Regions from separate parts of the Mus musculus genome. Here all the other regions are linked to region 3. The links are chromatin contacts, called in public promoter capture Hi-C maps. All regions are on one chromosome and are shown on one strand. Each heading gives the region's core, a stretch centred on a gene start, on an enhancer-like site or on the middle of the called end of the contact. The rest is flanking DNA. Distances are from core to core; before and after follow the strand shown.

What was found. Promoter capture Hi-C pulls out the DNA fragments that hold promoters and counts their contacts. Capture Hi-C pulls out chosen DNA fragments and counts their contacts.
Region 1: a promoter capture Hi-C map of the C10 cell line shows a contact between it and region 3, with 7 times the contacts expected there. The contact joins the promoter of Klf8 here to the promoter of Apex2 in region 3.
Region 2: a contact with region 3 is called in a promoter capture Hi-C map of adipose tissue, with 4 times the contacts expected there. The contact joins the promoter of Ubqln2 here to the promoter of Apex2 in region 3. A contact is called at or near these places in 3 of 39 promoter capture datasets (liver, pre-B cells and second pharyngeal arch cranial neural crest) and 2 of 9 other capture datasets (adipose tissue and liver).
Region 4: a promoter capture Hi-C map of adipose tissue shows a contact between it and region 3. The contact joins the promoter of Rragb here to the promoter of Apex2 in region 3. A contact is called at or near these places in 2 of 39 promoter capture datasets (the HPC-7 cell line and hippocampal neurons) and 1 of 9 other capture datasets (adipose tissue).

Annotation. Positions count from the first base shown.
Region 1 is chrX:153,357,949-153,362,608 of GRCm38.p6, forward strand. It overlaps Klf8 (Kruppel-like factor 8), which reads left to right and starts at 1,665. Exons shown (of 8, transcript NM_001357183.1): 1 at 1,665-1,761; 2 at 1,894-2,016; 3 at 2,348-2,535.
Region 2 is chrX:153,496,426-153,500,985 of GRCm38.p6, forward strand. It overlaps Ubqln2 (ubiquilin 2), which reads left to right and starts at 1,807. Exons shown (of 1, transcript NM_018798.2): 1 at 1,807-4,560. The coding sequence starts at 2,029. The coding sequence ends at 3,945.
Region 3 is chrX:150,585,276-150,589,825 of GRCm38.p6, forward strand. Apex2 (apurinic/apyrimidinic endonuclease 2) reads right to left here and starts at 2,880. Exons shown (of 6, transcript NM_029943.2): 1 at 2,648-2,880; 2 at 1,768-1,851; 3 at 590-770; 4 at 1-72. The coding sequence starts at 2,801. It also overlaps a transcript of Pfkfb1 not described here.
Region 4 is chrX:153,138,247-153,142,750 of GRCm38.p6, forward strand. Rragb (Ras-related GTP binding B) reads left to right here and starts at 1,712. Exons shown (of 11, transcript NM_001004154.2): 1 at 1,712-2,329; 2 at 3,118-3,151. The coding sequence starts at 2,238.

The DNA.
Region 1 (4,660 bases), core at 415-2,914, 2.8 Mb after region 3:
ATTAGGAGAGGGGGTGACCTTTACTTGGTCCTTTTAAAAAGGTGAACAGAGTTTAGGCCACGTCAACAAAAAAGGTAAGGTGTCTCGTGGCCTAGAGATTAATTGAGAAAATCCTGGTCTTATCAGAAATTTGGAGTCCAGTAGAGCAGCAAAACCCCTGCTGCTTGAGATAAAGGTAGGGTCCAGATCATCACAACAGGTTAAAGGACTTGAACATTTGCATAGTTGGTGAACTACTAGTAGAGAACTGACTGGGGAGGGAAGGAAAAGGAGATTTTTAAAACATATCTGAGCAGAAATAGCAATTAAGCAAATGGACAAACATGCTGGGCACATACTGAGCTGTGACCCTCAGGTTTGTTGTTTGGTTTTTTTTTTTTTACTCTTTTTCTTTTGAGGCTGGGTGTGACATTGCATTCCTGTAAACTCAGAACCAAGGAGGCTGAGGCAGGTGAGTGGTGAGTTTGAGGACAGTCTAAGCTGCATTAGCCTGAGCTCTATCATAAGATTACCTCCTATTTCAAACAAACAAAAAAACAACAAGAAGAAACATAAGCTGGGGATCCAACTGAGTGATAGAATGCTTGCTTAGAATACACTAGGCCCCGAATTCAATCTACATTACTCCCTGATGGGACATAAAAATATAGTGCTACCTGCTGTCTAGGGTTGTTATGAGGAATAAAGGAAAATTGAGGACTATAATGGTACCTGGCCTAGTGAACTGCCCATATGAGGTGCTGAAGACATGGAACCTATTATTTCTTTTGCTTGGCTGCTCCTTCTGTTCCTCCGCTTTGTTTCTCCTCTCTCTCTCTCTCTCTCTCTCTCTCTCTCTCAGAATTGTGGTAGGGAAGAGGCACTGGAAGGAGGCTGTGGTTGTCTGTGACTTCCTGGGTTTCCATTAAAATGAACTAGAGACAGACTTTAAGGCAAGGACAAGGAAATGCTGGAAAGATGGTGGCTTCTATTCTACGGACCCAGTTCTTCGGGGATGTTAGCCAATGCTTAGCTGAGAGGCGGTCTCAGGGGGTTGAGAACTCTATTCTTAGAGAGCTGGGAGACTCAGAAAGCCTTCCTGTTGCCAATCCGTGATCATTTCATCTTTACCTAGTTTCCTCTCACCTCCTATTGCTAGAAAATTCACCCAGCTCTTCTTTCCTCTTAAGCTTCATCCCTAAAAAGACACTGTGACCCCTCTGTCTTTGCTAGTGTCACATGTTGCCATGGAGAACTGGGAGGGTTAAAAAAATCCATTTACTGTTACCATCTTACTGGCACTCCCCATTCTGCTTCCCTTTCTCCCTAGAAATCTCTTACTCCCAATCACCACACCCTTCCCAACCTCCCTTGGAGTGCTTAAGTCTGGGTGGATAGTTGACCAAGTAGTGTGCCTGAAAACCCCTGCTGGGGACTAAGGATGCACCGAAAAGGCTTTCAGTCATACCTGCAGCTGCAGGAGGCCAACTGAGACGGCCGCCAGGGGCGAGACTGGCTCCTGGCTCCTAGGGCCCGCCCCACCCCCTCCTCTGTCCCTCCGCCTCTTCTGCCCCACCCATCTCTACCCCCTCCTACTCCACTCCCCTCTAGCGGCCACTTGTCCCTTTTAAGGAACTCCACCCTAGGTGGAGTCCTCATAGTCGCACCTCTCTTCTGGGCCTAGTCTGACACAGAAAGAGCTATGTACTCCATCTGCTCAGATTGCCTGGGGAGAGCACCAGGCTTTGACCCGCGGGTGCGGTATACCAGTGGGGCGGCCAGGTACCACCGAGAAGTCTCTCAGGCGCGGTCCTGCGGGAGTGCCTCCCACTCGCGTTGGAGTCCCTGCCCTGGGCCGGTGTTTTCCTATATGTTTCGACCAATCGTTGGCGTCTTTTCCTCCTTTCTTTTTAGGAAGGCGCCGGGTGTGCAGCACTAACCGCTGCGAGGAGGGGATCCTCTGGCGCTGTCTCCTTGTGGGTCTTCACTGACTCCCCCTCTCTCTCTCTCAACTTTGCGTTCAAGTCGTGATCTAAGGTTTGGGTGCTTTGCTGGGACCCCGCCCGTGCTCTCTAGGCGAGGGTTTGAGGAGTTCTGAGGTGGGTGGAGAATGGGCTTGGCCGGAACTGAATCGGTTGAGGTAAAAGGGGAACGCAGGAGCTTCAGCGCTGGCCACTTCGCCCCGGAGAAGCCGCTGTATTTTTAGCACAGGGAAGGCTGCAGTGGGAGGATTCTTTTTAGGAAGTCGGCTCCACCGCCCCGATTCGGGGCTTGGATGCTTGAAAGCTTTGTTTCCCTTGTTCTGAGGGTGGCCCAGCTGGGTCTAAATCGACTCCCTCCCTTTTTCGTTTTCCCTATCCTTTTCCAGCCTGGAGAAAACAGGGAGGTGGGGGACCAAGGAAGAGAAGGCTAAAGCGTGTTACCAGGCGCGCTGTCAGACATGGGCGGGTGCAAGGGGAACAGCTGCCTTGAGATCAGCTCTGGAGTATGAGTCTCTGAGAGGACTGCGTGAGCTCCGGACACTTCAGGAGTCGGCAGCGGCTGGAGGCATAGGCGGTAAGTGACTTGGGAAAGGACCACTCTTTCAGTCTTCAGTCAGGGTTCTAATCCCCGCACCCCGCGTGCCAACCGCACACACCCACTTGGCTTTGGGTTTTAGCAGTGAAGTGGGATGGGGGAGACGAGTAAGCGGAAGGGGGTAAGAACATTATGTGGAATCAAATTCAACTCAATGGAAAAAGACTTCCCTTAAGGATCGCGGAGACTAAGAGGAAGGGTACTTCAGGGGGGGCTTGTGGAAGAATTGAAAAGGGACACGAATGGATAGGTATGTCTAGTTCAGTCTGTCCTGTCTAGGTGCTCTCAACCCTCCTTAAGTGGTACGGTTTGTTTTAACCCTGTACATGCAAAGTCTCTGTGCGAGAGAAGAGGATTTGGAGGAGCACTGAACCCACTTACGTCACCCCCTCCCTTCCCCCAAGCAGTAGCAGGTACCTAGAGATGCTTCTAAAACGAGGGAGGAGGGGAAGGGAAGAGTTAAGTTGGGAGCCTGCCCTCTAGGTACTGATAGCAGATCCCTTCTGTGGAGGAGCTGCTTAGGACATGCCCCTCTTTAAGGGGGGGGGTCGTCCCCTTGGTTGGGGGAGGAAGCCAAAGCATAGCCCTGTCTAGGCTCTTAAGGATGTGGCCAAGGGGTTAGCTCCTGTAGGTGGAAGATCAGCCAGAATTGCTGTGACTACTGGAGCAAAGGGACTTGCTTAGCCACAAAGTGAAGCTTTTTGTACTTTTTTTGACCCTAAGAATTTTGTAGAAACTAAACCATGTCGTAACAGGTGGCCAGGGGAACAGTACCTTATTTTCTCTATATTGTAATTGCGGGAAAAATTTATAAAGTACTTGTATGTCATTTAGCATAATAGTGATGGAGAAAAGAGAAAAAGAGACTCATCTCTAGACTTGGATTTAACCTGAAGATGGTTTGTGATAATAAAAAGATCTACTTTGAAACCCTTCTACCAGCATGAACTAGTTATATGACCATGCACCGTGCTTTTCTCCTCTGAGGGATGCATATTAAAATTCTTATTCAGAAGGTATATATGATACAGGCTGCTCCAACTCGCCGTTCTTCATGTTTTCTTACTCTGGGGTTTTCTCTGGCTCACTGCTGATAGACTTCGTACTTCATTGTCCTTAAAGCACATTTCAGATGAAGGGGAAAGAAGGCCTGTGCAGTTTGAATCGCTTGCTCAAAGACAGGCTAGAATATATGCCTTATTTGTTTGTGATTTAACATTGTTCTCCCTGGCTGCAAGAGAAAAGGCCACTAATCTGTCTATCTTCTGATTCTTTGGTTGGTTTAACCACGATGATGTAACCAGCAAGACCTTTGAACAGCAAACCAGTGGCTCACAAGTGACTTCGTCCTCTTCTTCAAAGTCTGGGGGGAACCCTTATGAGAGAGACCATCCTTGGAAACTGTTGGTGAGACAGGCTAGGCACAGTGCCTTTAGGTTAGCTTAGAGGACAGATAGGCAAAGGATGCAGGAAGGGTGGAAATCCAACTTCAAATGTGTAAGTGATAAATATAACTACCCAGCCTGTCCTCAAGACCAAATTGCATAAAAGCTCTGCGCTCATAGAAAGAACCCTCTTGCTTTCAGAGCATACAGGATAAAAAAAAATTGGTGGGAAAAAATGTTCAGGGCAGCCACCCTCATTTTTGTAGTGTGTGTATTTCAGAGATGAGGCTCTTAGTGGTTCCTGCTGGTTGCTTTTTTGTTTTGTTTTGTTTTGTTTTGTTTTTGAAATTTCCAGGGTATGAAGCCTAGCTATTATTAGTCTTCAGGGTGCCTGTTTCTCATGTGAAGGAGGTGGGTCTTGACGACTCATCCGTTTCGACTCTGCCAGGGGCTTATTAATGTTTGTTACATTTAGATGTTTTCTTTATTCTCATATTTTATTATTATTATTTACGTGTTTTTTTGTACGCATATAAAGTAAATGCTGCATGTGTGAAGAAGCTAGAATTATGGGTAATTGTGAGCTGCCCAACATGGATGCTGGGAATAGAACCTGGGTCCTCTGGAAGAGCAAAAAGTGCTCTTAACCTGTAGCTATCACTCCAGCCCTGTGCATTTATTTATATGTTTGCCTTAGTTTGGAGTCAGTTGTACTTTAT
Region 2 (4,560 bases), core at 557-3,056, 2.9 Mb after region 3:
TTCAGTACTAGGAATTGAACCCAGGGTCTCTTCACACACAGTACGCATGTGCTCCATCAGTGAGCAGCAGCCCAGCCCTTCTAGCTAATAGAATATTTTATATACATATGTACATATGTTTTAAATACCATAGATATTTACATTTGATGTGTGTCAGTTAATTATGTTTTGATATGTATTTAAAGCAAGTATACTTTTCATTGTACATTATATCTATATGAGCTCTTGCATATATAATGATTTTTGTACTAGTCATGGGTATAATGGCCCTGTATTTTGTTTTACACTGAGATTTATTAAGGTACTGTGACGTAATGATTTTGAAATGCTGTTAAATCATCTCTAGGTTTTTGTATGGGAAAAGGATTTTCTGTGTTCAAAGCAAGAGAAATAAATGATTTCAGAATAATTTCTTCTATAATTCAGGTTTTCTATAACAGTAATACTCCATTTTTTGTTTTCTTTATTTAATCCATAATGATTATGTTAATTTCTGCCACGACTATTGTGTGCCTGTCAATTTTTACCTTTACTCTTGTCTGAAAATAATATTTGTAGTTTTTAAAAATCATAAACGCAATGCATATTTATTCATCAAATTCACAATCTTATAAAAATAGAAAATAAGAATTATTTACAATTTCAGCTCTTACTAATAATTACCTTTATCATAATGGAGTATAGCCTTTCAGATTTTTTTCACACATACAGTCTACAAGCTTTTTGATGCTGACACCTACACACATGTATTGTTTCCATTTGTTAAGAAAACCATAAAAAATAACCCCAAATATCGTCTATTATTTTCTCCTAACTACAGTGCATTTAATGTATTTTTTAGAGACATGTAATACTACATGAATTAGCCACCATCTTTTAGACACAGGGATTATTTTATTGTATGGCAAAATCATAGTATTCCTGTCACAGACCCATTTAACTAGCTAAACGCTATTTTTTAAAATGCCACGTTGTTTATATATACTTTTCGAATTGATTATTAGGTCTTTCTAAACAAAGGTGCAAATCCTTAAAATGTCCATTTGTATTTTCAAACTGCCCCATTACAACAATTCATACTACGACTAGCATGAGAGTGCATTTTCTCGGCTCCTGGTCAACAAGGTTTAACGTTCTTTTTTTTTTTTTTATCGCTGCCAATATGATAAACCCGAAGGAAAAATCTCATTGTGTTTATTTGAATCCCTTTGATTAGGAGCGAGCCTCATCTTTTCAGAAGCCTGTTGGCCGTTTCTCGGCTTCTTTTGTAAAATGCTCGCTCCCGCCATGCCTTCCCTTCCCCCAACCGGGCGCTCATTCTCCCTTTTTGCTTTGTCAGAGTTCTTTACTATTCATTTTTCGTCCTTTGCCTGGGATCGGTTCAATTCAGGCTTTCATCCTTTCACTGCCTCCCAGATTGCGAACCCACATTCTCCATTGGTCTTTCAGTGGCTGCTAAAGAAGCTGCCTCCCTCTTCCTCCTCCTGGCCTCCTCCCTTCCCCCCTCGCCTCGCCCGCCTCGCCTTGGTCCCCTGGCTTTTCTCTCCAGCCTCCTTCCTTTTCCTTCTCTTCCCCCCTCTCTTTGTTTATTTCTCCCTCCCTCTCCCTCTCCCTCCCTCCGCCCCCCCTCCTCTGCAGGGCAGGAGTTTTGCGCTCGGCCGCGAGACGCTCGCTGGGCTGGCGCCGCGTCAGCAGGGGGCGGGGCGCGGCCGGGGGCGGGGCGGGGCGGGGCGGGGCGGGAGCGCGGGCGCCGCAGCTGCAGGAGTCGCTGGGAGTGCGCGCGGGCAGATCACAAGGCGGCGGCAGCGGAGACGGCCTGCAGGACCTGCTCTCTCAGCCCTCAGCCGAGGCCTACGCCGAGCCGAGTGCGCAGCCGACGACCGGGAGGAGCCGCAGCCTTCAACTCTGAGGTACTGTGATCCGCGCTGCCCGCCGGGCCGCCCCAGTCCGCTGCTGCGGCACCTCCTTCCCTCGCGCCCTCTTCGCTCGCCAGCGCCTTCCCTGTGAGCCTGCGTCACCGCGGCCGCCATGGCTGAGAACGGCGAGAGCAGCGGCCCCCCGCGCCCCTCCCGCGGCCCTGCGGCGGCCCCAGGCGCGGCCAGCCCGCCGGCCGAGCCCAAAATCATCAAAGTCACTGTGAAGACCCCCAAAGAGAAGGAGGAGTTCGCGGTGCCCGAGAACAGCACCGTGCAGCAGTTCAAGGAAGCGATTTCCAAACGCTTCAAATCGCAGACCGATCAGCTCGTGCTGATTTTCGCCGGAAAGATCCTGAAAGATCAAGATACCTTGATGCAGCATGGCATCCATGATGGACTGACTGTTCACCTGGTTATCAAAAGCCAGAACCGTCCGCAGGGCCAGGCCACCACGCAGCCCAGCACGACTGCGGGAACGAGCACGACGACCACGACCACCACCACGGCGGCGGCGCCGGCGGCGACGACATCATCGGCTCCCAGGAGTAGCTCCACACCTACCACCACGAATAGCAGCTCCTTTGGGCTGGGAAGCCTTTCCAGCCTTAGTAACCTGGGCTTGAACTCGCCCAACTTCACCGAGCTTCAGAACCAGATGCAGCAGCAGCTCCTGGCCAGCCCTGAGATGATGATCCAGATCATGGAAAATCCCTTTGTTCAGAGCATGCTTTCGAATCCTGATCTGATGAGGCAGCTCATCATGGCCAATCCACAGATGCAACAATTGATCCAGAGAAACCCAGAAATCAGCCACCTACTGAACAACCCAGATATAATGAGGCAGACGCTGGAAATCGCCAGGAATCCTGCCATGATGCAAGAGATGATGCGAAATCAAGACCTGGCTCTCAGTAATCTCGAAAGCATCCCAGGTGGCTACAATGCTCTGCGGCGCATGTACACTGACATTCAAGAACCTATGCTGAATGCCGCACAGGAGCAGTTTGGGGGCAACCCGTTTGCCACGGTGGGGAGCAGTTCCACCTCAGGGGAAGGTACTCAGCCCTCCCGCACGGAGAATCGTGATCCGCTGCCCAATCCTTGGGCACCACCGCCAACAACCCAGACGGCTGCGACCACCACCACCACCACGACCACAAGCAGTGGCAGTGGCTCTGGCAGCAGCTCCAGCAGCACCACCGCCGGGAACACCATGGCTGCAGCTAATTACGTGGCTAGCATCTTCAGCACCCCAGGAATGCAGAGCCTGCTGCAGCAGATAACTGAGAATCCCCAGCTGATTCAGAATATGCTGTCTGCGCCCTACATGCGGAGCATGATGCAGTCGCTGAGCCAGAATCCAGATATGGCGGCCCAGATGATGCTGAGTAGCCCGCTGTTCACTTCGAATCCTCAGCTGCAGGAGCAGATGCGTCCACAGCTCCCGAATTTCCTGCAGCAGATGCAGAATCCAGAAACCATCGCGGCCATGTCAAACCCGAGAGCGATGCAAGCGCTAATGCAGATCCAGCAGGGGCTACAGACTCTAGCCACTGAAGCACCTGGCCTCATTCCCAGCTTCGCTCCAGGTGTGGGGATGGGAGTGCTGGGAACCGCCATAACCCCTGTGGGCCCAGTCACTCCCATAGGGCCCATCGGCCCTATAGTTCCTTTCACCCCCATAGGCCCCATCGGGCCTATAGGACCCACTGGCCCTGCAAGCTCCCCCGGCTCCACCGGCACTGGCATCCCGCCTGCAACCACTGTGTCCAGCTCTGCACCTACTGAAACCATAAGTCCAACCTCGGAATCTGGACCCAACCAGCAGTTCATTCAACAAATGGTGCAGGCTCTCACTGGAGGAAGCCCTCCACAGCCGCCGAATCCTGAAGTGAGATTTCAGCAGCAACTGGAACAGCTCAACGCCATGGGGTTCTTAAACCGCGAAGCAAACTTGCAGGCCCTAATAGCAACAGGAGGCGACATCAACGCGGCCATTGAGAGGCTGCTGGGCTCTCAGCCATCCTAATTACGTTTCTGTACCTTGAAAAAAAATGTATCTTATTTTTGATAATGGCTCTTAAATCTTTAAACACACAAAATTGTGCTTTACTTTTATTTTGATTCTTTTAAATCTGTCTACCTATAAATCTAATAGGATGCATTTTAAGGTGGAGTCCCTCCCTCCCTCCCTCCCTCCCTCCCTGCTCCTCCTCCCCCCACCCTCTCCCTTCCCTTCCAGCCTGCCCTCTCCCCTCTTTGTTTCCTTCATTCCTTTCTTTTCTTCTTTTGATTTCCTTCCTTCTCTGATTTGAATGGTGGGAATCAATACTGTTTCACTCAAAGGTGTTGCATGCAAACACTTCTCTTTATTCTGCATTTATTGTGATTTTTGGAAACAGGTATCAGCCTTCACAGTTGGGTGAACAAGTTTTGTCCTACAGATGTCCAGTTTATTTGCATTTTAAACATTAGCCTATGATAGTAATTTAATGTAGAATGAAGATATTAAAAAAACAGAAGCAAATTATTTGAAGCTCTCTAATTTGTGGTAAAATATTGCTTATTGTGACTTTGGCATGTATTTTTGCTAGCAAATGCTGTAAGATTTATACCATTCATTGATCGTTTTTGCTATTTGTAC
Region 3 (4,550 bases), core at 1,630-4,129:
GGCTTCCCAGGATCCGCGTGAGGGCAGTACACATTGATCAGGGTCAAAGTCTTCTCCTTCCCTTCCAATGTGCTGGGAGAAAAGAGCCCCACAGAAGAGGTCAGTTTCAAGTCTCCCCTTCATATCCACCCACCATGCAGATTCTAGTTAATGGTTATCCATGGGATGAACAAAAAACGGTTAGGAGAAATAAATGAGCAAGTCTTGGGGGGATGGACTTTGGATAAGGCAAGGAGGGCATAATACCCAGGTAAACTGGGTATAATGCAGCCATTTATGACTATAAGATACCTAGAAAGAAACCAACTTAGGATGATGAGTTCTGTGCTGGCTAAGCTATTTTTGAGGAGCCCATGGTAATTAAAAAGCTATTCTTTCAGGCCAGTCTCCCTCTGTAGAGAGGGGAACACAAGGCTCAGAAGGAAGCATGAATTTTCCAAGATCACTCAGCCCAGCCTGGACTAAAATACAGGAAGGCAAGTTTGGGAACATTTTTATAGCAACTGAATACCTATAGAATGGGCCTTATATTCTAGACACAAGGACTAGAACCAGTGATGGCCTGTAAGAGGAGGATATGGACTATTACCGGATCTTGTGCTGTGTAAGGAGGGCCCGGCCCTCACTATCCAGAACCCGGAGTTCCTCTTGCGTGAACTCATCCATGTTTCCATAGCAACCAATATCTCCATTCAGGGTGGCAAACACACCACTCAGGCCTTCTTCAGCAGCTACTGGGGTAGCACTGTCCTTACAGAAGGTAGCCACACCTGGGGACGGACAAGAGCATTCTGAACGGGGTCAGCAGCCAATATATCATTGTACAGCCTATCCCACTCCAAGTGTATCCATATAAGGAACAGCTTTGGTTATCTTTGTCAAATTTAACTGTTTCAAAAATGTAAGGACAGCCAGGCGTGGTGGCACACGCCTTTAATCCTAGCACTTGGGAGGCAGAGGCAGGCGAATTTCTGAGTTCGAGGCCAGACTGGTCTACAAAGTGAGTTCCAGGACAGCCAGGGCTATACAGAGAAACCCTGTCTCGAAAAATCAAAAAAAAAAAAAAAAAAAGTAAGGACAATCCTCCTAACTCAGGGGCCATACATGGCTCTGTAGCGTCTTAAAGCATCTGAGGCCTCAGTTTCCTCTTAAAAAGCCACAGAATAGGGCAGTGGTGGCGCACGTCTTTAATCCCAGCACTTGGGAGGCAGAAGCAGGTGGATTTCTGAGTTTGAGGCCAGCCTGGTCTACAAAGTGAGTTCCTGTCTCGAAAACAAAAAACAAAACCAAAAAAAAAAAGCCACAGAATAATGTTATATTTTACAAGAACAATAATAATGTATTTTACACATACATAGCAAATGCTGATGAAAAATTAGCTATCATTATTACCTCATGCAAGACTATGTCTAAACCCTTGTGAGAGCCTAGAAAATAACCATTATCCTTATTTTCTCAGTGAAAAACCTGAAACACAAAGGTAAAGTAACTTGTCAGAAAACACAGAGAGGATGTGAGCCAGGACTTGAACCCTGGCAGTTAAGGTCCAGTGCTTATACAGTTAACTCAGAAGAAGTACATTACTATACTTCTGAGGGACAAAAGGAAACTTCGGTGCATAAATATGAGGTTTCATATGACCTAAAATTAGCAGCATTTGCTTTGGAAATGAAAAGTCAAAATATGTTACCTTCTTATTAAATACCAAAACACTCCTTTTCTCCATCACCAATGCTAACATAAATACCCCCAGAAGACCTCATTTACCAGAATAGCCACTACGGCTGCGGCTGAAGCTGAAATAGGAGTTATAACCCTCAACAATAGCCAGGGGCTCTGTCAGTACATCTCCTAAAAAAAAAAAAAAGAAAAAAAAGTAAATATAAAGTCAGAGGTAAATTAGCACCATGGACCCATGAAAGACTGGAATTACAGTTATAGGTTAGCATACATCAGAGCTGTAATTGAGGGTCAGGAGAAGTGTTTATGTTGACAGGAGCTAGAGAGATGGGAAAGTCAGGAAAGAAAATTATATTCAAATTAGATAGGGAAGCAGAGGAGGGCAAATCAGAGCTAAGTCTTGTGATTTAGATTAAAGTACTCACAGATGCTGGCAGTGGAGATTGGGGACCTGAAGGGTGGGAGGTAGGAGAGGGAATTAGGGAATTCGAGCTGGGAATTATGGGAGAAGAAATTAGGTCTAAATTTGAGGTAAGATATCAAAGAGGAATGAATCTAGGGCCTTGAGGTGGAGAGAAAAGAGGAATTGGAGATATGGGAAGGAGAAATTAAGAGTCTGAGCTAAAGGCAGAGATTAGGTGGGGATTAAGGACTGAGGTGGGGGCAGGGATGGAAAACTGAGGTGTTTGGCTTAGAAGAATGAAAGGAGAAAATTCAAGGCCCAGAGTTCGGGCTATAGAATGAGTGGGAATCTGTGTATGAGGGTTTCAACGGGGAAAGCAGGCCAGGAGTCGGAATTAGGGGTTCTAGCTGGGGTGGGGTTGTTTAGAAAGAAAAGGATCAGGCCTTTCAGATGGGTATAAGGGCAGGATTCTAAGTATAGGAAAACGAAACGCGAAATGAGACAGAACAAAGGTTAGCATCAAAAGGAAAACACCGTAGAGATCTTGGATTCTCGAATGCTCACTGGTCACTTTGGTCTCCTGGAGACAGACAATATCAGCATCCAGCTCGTCCAAAACGCGTCGCAAGGCCGTGGGACAGCTGCTGGGTTCCTGGCATGCAAGGCCTTGCAGGGGACTCCGGATCCCATTGATGTTCCAGCTTACCACGCGCAGCATTTTGGTAAACGGTACAGTTTCCCAAAGGAAGCTTAGGCGGGCAAATGCATTGCTGCCCGGAAGTGAGCTGGCTCCCCGCCTTCCTCTCGCGTTTCCACCGGGCGTTCTCACCTTCCCCTCCGCCCCCTCCGACGGCAGGACGCAAGCAGGGCGGGACTTCGAGTTCAGTTCTCTTAGGCGGGAGACGGAACTAAGGTGGAGGCTGTAGGAAAACCGGGCTTGATCAAACGAGCCTGTCACCCCAGTACTCAGGAAGCTGAGGCAGGGTCAGTAATGAATTCAAGGCCAGCCTGGGCTACATAGCAAGACCCAGACCAAAACCTGGGAAGAGTAACTGGTGAGAGGCGCGTCTCTGGTTGGGCTCCTTCTCTTCTGGCCGCATGCTGGCCTGGACGCCCGAATCTGACTGCTCTTCTCTACTACAAAAGTACCCCCTGATGCGCCAGGTTACTGACAAATGGGATTTTGTCCCTTTGTCAAGGGGCAGGCCTCTGGGGAAACAAGCTGAGCCAACGCCCTACCCGGATCGAGACAGGACTCTGGCTTTAGTGAGCGGCCCCTGGCGGTGGCTGAGGGGCTTCTGCAGACCCTGGAGTCCTTTTGGGCAGTGGCGAAGGGAACTTTCTCCGTTAAGCAATTAAGAACCTAGCTAGCCTCCGTTTTAATGGAGTCTGGAGGAAGGAGACTGCCTCAAATCCTCCCTGTATAGCCATGTTTGTCTTGACTCTCAAAGCATAAGACAGACTTGCATTTGGCTCCATTTCTCAGATGAGCAAAATCGAGGCCTAGACCATTTAAGCTCCAGAATAGTATCATTTCCCGATGCAGTTATGGTTTTCCTGTCTATACCGTGTCCTTTCATTCTTAGGATAATCCAGGAAGAGGCACTGAAGCTAAGTAGAAGTTGAATAAATTCGTCTCAGCCTCACAGAAGTGGTAGAGCCAAGATTTAAACCCTTCTTAATCAGGTAAACAATTGATTTTTTTTTTGTCCACACACCTCTGTGTTTACGTCTTTTCCTGTGGGCACCACTGCACTTTATGGTCCATGGCACAGTATTTACCACAGTGCACAACCCCCATTGATTTCCGTTGTCACTAGACTGCCAGCAGCCTGAATGCAGTGGCCATCTCTGACCCACCTTATATGATAACGGAATAAATATTTAGCAAATGGATGAATAAGCAGGGCAGTAGGGATGAGTTCTCGACTTATTTTTTTGTGACCACAGAAACAGAATTAACAGGAATCGCCCTATTTCCAGGAAAACTATAACTTTGCATCCTAAGGGTTTTTTTTTTTTCCACTGAAAATTGCTACAAAGTTATTCCCATTCGAATGCACACACCCTCAGAATTTCACAGCCTTTGAGCCATCGTCTTCATGGCTATACAGAGCCACAGTAGGCTGCCCCTCCCCCACCCCACCCCCATCGGACTTAAAGGTCACTAGTTACTGCTATCAGAAAAACAGCTCTGTAATTCAAATTCTGTGCCTTGAGCTTTTCCATGCTTTGGGAGTTACTGACTAAAGATCAAATCCCAGGAGTGGGTTAATTAGGACAAGGGAAATGAACATTTTTCTTCATGTCACCAGTTGCTTTCAAGCAAGGGATTTTGCCCATACTGCACTAAAGGCAGATAAATATAAAGCTTTGTCCCAAAGAAATCCAGATCTTGCTCACCTCAATAGCTGGTTTTCATTTCTCCATTCTCCAGTGGCTTGTTAATATTAGTACTGACCTTTGG
Region 4 (4,504 bases), core at 462-2,961, 2.6 Mb after region 3:
AATAGAATACAATAGCTGGGATAGTTTCCCATATACACCACCTATCATCAACTTCTAGAGACTGCTTTGTGTCCATGCCTACTCTTGTCTCCTACTCATGTCTCCATAGAATTTTTGTCTTCTATCCAGAAGGAATGTTGCTAGCTGTGCTCTAGCTTCCTCTCCTTCTCCTCTCCAGAAATTTTGTAGCAATTGTTTCCTCTCTTTTCATTGGCTTTACTTCCTAAAAATGTCTAGGCATGCTCATTCTCAAAATACACTCATGTGTTGTGGATATTAAAGAACTATCATACATTTTCTCCTTTCTGTTATTAATCAGAAATTCCTTAACACATTTGTTCTTATCTTTATAAAAAAAACAGTACTCAGTGAATATCGAGTATATACACACATTCTGGTCTGTGAACCTAGTGTATAGGAGAACATTTTTCAAAAGTAAGTGCTTGTCCTTATAGCGTTTAAATAGAAATCCTATACTCAGAGATCAAATAAACAAGATTATTGCCATGTCAGTAAGTATTATACTCTACACAAAGAACTACAGGCAACCAAGGAATGCCCAGAGCAGGAGAAATAATTTTCCCTAGGGAAGAATACACTGTCTGGTTCTTCAATACCAACTGCTCAGCCCTGAAAACATATATATGAGATTATTATACAGACTGAGCGGGTTATATTAGGAATATATATGTATATACATATATGTGCATATAACAACAACCAATGAAAAACGAAGCCATGACTTTGAAAGAGCAAGGAGAGTTGTTTATATGACAAGGTTTGGAGGGAAAAAAGGGAAAAAAGAAATGTGTCTACAGTATAATCTCAACAACAAAAGAAAAACTACAAAGGAATATTATGAATTAAAAAGCATACAACAGAAAATAACTACTGCAGGTTCAAAAGACTGTTGTACTCTAATAGAGTATGGGTTGGGAAGACCTCTGGAGGACATTACCTATAAGCTGAGAAAGTTGAGGCCATTACAAACTGTGAATGGCAAATTCAGTCTTTCAAGGGAGCATCAACCTATGCCACTCTTTTTCCCAGCCTGTAACCTTGGTGTCACATTTAAAAGAGTTCCAAGCCTAAGAAGCTCTTAGGTCATTGAGGTTGGAACTTGCTGCGTTGAGATTTGAGAGCTGGTTGACAAATCACTTCTTCTCCACATAAAACTCTGTATGTAGCAAGTATCTCATGATGATCATCAGAAACTTTAAAATTATGTTTGCAACTTTTAAAAGTTAAGTGGCGGACGTGTTAAACCCTCCGTGTGGTTCTGGTCCTGGCAATAACAACTTATTGAGAGTTTTCTATGGGAAAGACAGTTTAAAACACTTTAGATGGATTGCTTTTTTAATTACTTGAACTGTCATAAGGATTAACGGGAAGAAAAGTTACCAAAATGCAAAAATGCACAGGGCCCTAATCATAGGGAGTAGTGAAAACGGCTAGCTGGCAGGTGCTGAAATTGCAACCTTCTCCTTTAACTCTGAGCAGCGAGTGGGCGGGGCCGCGTCCATCAGTGTCTAGGTGCCCGCAGGCCGCCCTAAGGGCCAATGGCGCGGAAATGAGAGCCCGGGCCACGTGATGGCGGGTGGCACTCTGGCTTTCCTAAAGCAGTCTCTATGGTATTCTTCCAAGCAAACCCAGGGCCCCCCCAAAAGGGTAGCGGCACGTGACAGGCCCTGGGACTACGGCAGGTTCCCACGTGATCCTGGCCTGCAGTAGCGTGGTTGCGGTGAGGTTCTTGCGCTCCTGAAGGGCGGGCGCGGAAGTAAGAGCATCCTCAGGCGGACCGTGACTGGCAGCGAGGTCGGGAGGAGCCACCAGGCAGTGACCGCTTTGCTTCTGCAGCTCCGCTCCGCTCATTCCGTTATCTCAGCCTTTGCAGTCTGTACAGAAGCTGACCAAGTTACCTTTGGGTCTTGAGACCTTGGCGAGTGAGGCCCAAACTCGGGACCAACTCCTCATCCACCTTGCCCTCCCTCTCCTCCATCTCTTCCTTTGCACGCACCGAATCGAATCGCTTGCTCCTTTGGGCTGGCCTGCTCGGCTGTGCCTGGAGACTAAGTTCGGGTCGGTAAAGGTAACTGTGGGAAAAGCGGCCCCCCAGTGGACAAAGGCGGAGGCAGGGATAGATCAGGCCCCGCGGGCCCTGGGTGCTGAGCGTAGGCAGGTGAGCCAGAAGAACGGTACTGCGGATTTAGAAGGCACTGTGAAGGACTTGTTGCACGATGGAAGAATCTGACTCCGAGAAAAAGACAGAGAAAGAGAATGTGGGCCCAAAAGTGGAGCCTCCTCTAGGGGAGCCGGAAGGATCGCTTGGGTGGGTAAAGGGGATTATGTTGCACCTGGGAGGGAGGGCATGCTAATTGTAAAGAGTATTGTGAGATGCAACAACCTCTAACCTGCAGTGATGAATTGCTTTAATTTACCAATATGGTTGATTGATATCATGCCCTTGATGACGGAAAACAGAATAGAAACACCCTTTGCCTGGATGTGGGATTCCTGGTTTATGCGTAGTCTTCTAATTGAGACAGTTCTGAGTTGTTTTCTGTTTTCTATAAAGGTTATTTGATGTTATCACCTTGTTGATGATAAAAAAGGAAAGGACAGACATTTGCTGACCAATGACGTATAGTGCGATATGCCTATTTGAGAACTGCGTTATATGTACTTTGTGCCTTTAATGAATGAAATACAGCTTGGAAGGACGATTGAAGGTCCAAAGATGCTTCTAGATTTGAAAAATACGGAGATGAATTTAAAAAAAATAGTATTCAGATTATGACAATATTGTTTGATTTATAAAAGTACCCAGAGTGTTGCTTCAGCTTTATGACAAAATATCAAATCTTGAATTTAAATGGTTTCTATTCCTAAATATGCCATCCTAGGAAGCGTCTCCCGAGCTGATGAAGGAAACAGGGAGCATAAACCCAGCTTTATAATTTAGGAAAATGAAGACTTCTGAAAAGAGGTCTCATCCATACTTAGCTGCTTTAAAGAATATTCGTCTGCATCTTTCAGTTTACTTGTGTGTCCCCCCCCCCACCCCCCGCCCCCGGCAATTAGATCACGAAAACACCATCTTTTGGTTTATATCTACAGGTGGGCAATGCCAAATGCAGCCATGAAGAAAAAGGTAAGATGTGTTAGCTACATCAGTAACATGAAGAAAAAGGTAAGAAGCTGCAGTTCAGGGAATCTGGCTTTTTCTGGATTGTGGCAAGAATCTATGGGGTCTTTGAGACACTCATCCCCTTATTTACTGTCAGATTTACTTTGTCTAAAATTAATCTCATGGAGTCAAGCCAGATACAAATATTACACAGCCCTCTGTGTGTGCACTGATTCTTTAACCCAAATCAAATGTTACGTGCAATTTTTTTTTCTAGCTGGAATTGGATGTTCTTTGCTTTGCTTTGCACTTTTATTGGGACTTAGACAATATCCCTAAGACTGTAGCTCAGGAGCAATATTTCTTGACCTTTTTGGGATTTAGTATCACTTGTGAAGTACTGGTAATAACCTTCATAGGGATATTAGGAAGTTTACATGAATAAACTCCCTGTACACCACAAACATAATTATCCTCACCATGTAAGGTTAAAAAAGCTCCCATATTTTTAGCCTGACTTTATCTAAAATTTAATTCTGGGCCTCAAGTTTGCTAGGAGGATTTTTTTTTTTTGATGAATGTCTGAAGTTGCTGTCAACAAGGATGCCTAAAAAAATGCCAGAAATTTCTACATAATTAGGAGGGGAAAAGTAGAAGCTTAAGGAACTGTGAAAAGAGAAAGGGGGCGAACTGCCATTTGCTTTAATGGTTCTGCAATGCACATGCGTTGAAGGATCAGCCTTTACCTTCAGAAATAGATACAGTTATTGCTTAATTAATGTTTAGTTAATCTAGTTAATTGTTTAGTTAATTTGTTTTGCAAAGGGCAAGGAAAATGTTCATATAAATTTTAGACTAAATAAACAATTAAATTTTCTTAGGTAAACCTGGATATCTAAATTGTTGAATTGAGCCAATGCATATCCAGTATGTTTTCACTAAAGCTTCTTATATTTGTAATCAGACATTTTGATATGTTAGGATTGGAGGTAGAATCTGTGTCTCTTTCATTTGAAAAGGAAAGTTAACAGAACTGTATCTCATAAACACTGTGCTTAGAAAGGACTGTGAAAGTCATTTAACTCTGACTCCTTGTAGTGCAAGATAATTTGGCTTTAACAGGTGTTTTTTCTTGTGTCAAATCCTTACACAAGAAAGACATCTGTAAAGTCTTGCTCTCTACCAGATAGTTGTCCTTGCCTTTTTTCCTCTAATGGCTTGTTCATTTCTTTATTTTTTATTTTTTATTTTTATTTTTATTTTGGTTTTTTCGAGACAAGGTTTCTCTGTATAGCCCTGGCTGTCCTGGAACTCACTCTGTAGACCAGGCTGGCCTCGAACGCAGAAATCTGCCTTCCTCTGCCTCCCAAGTGTTGG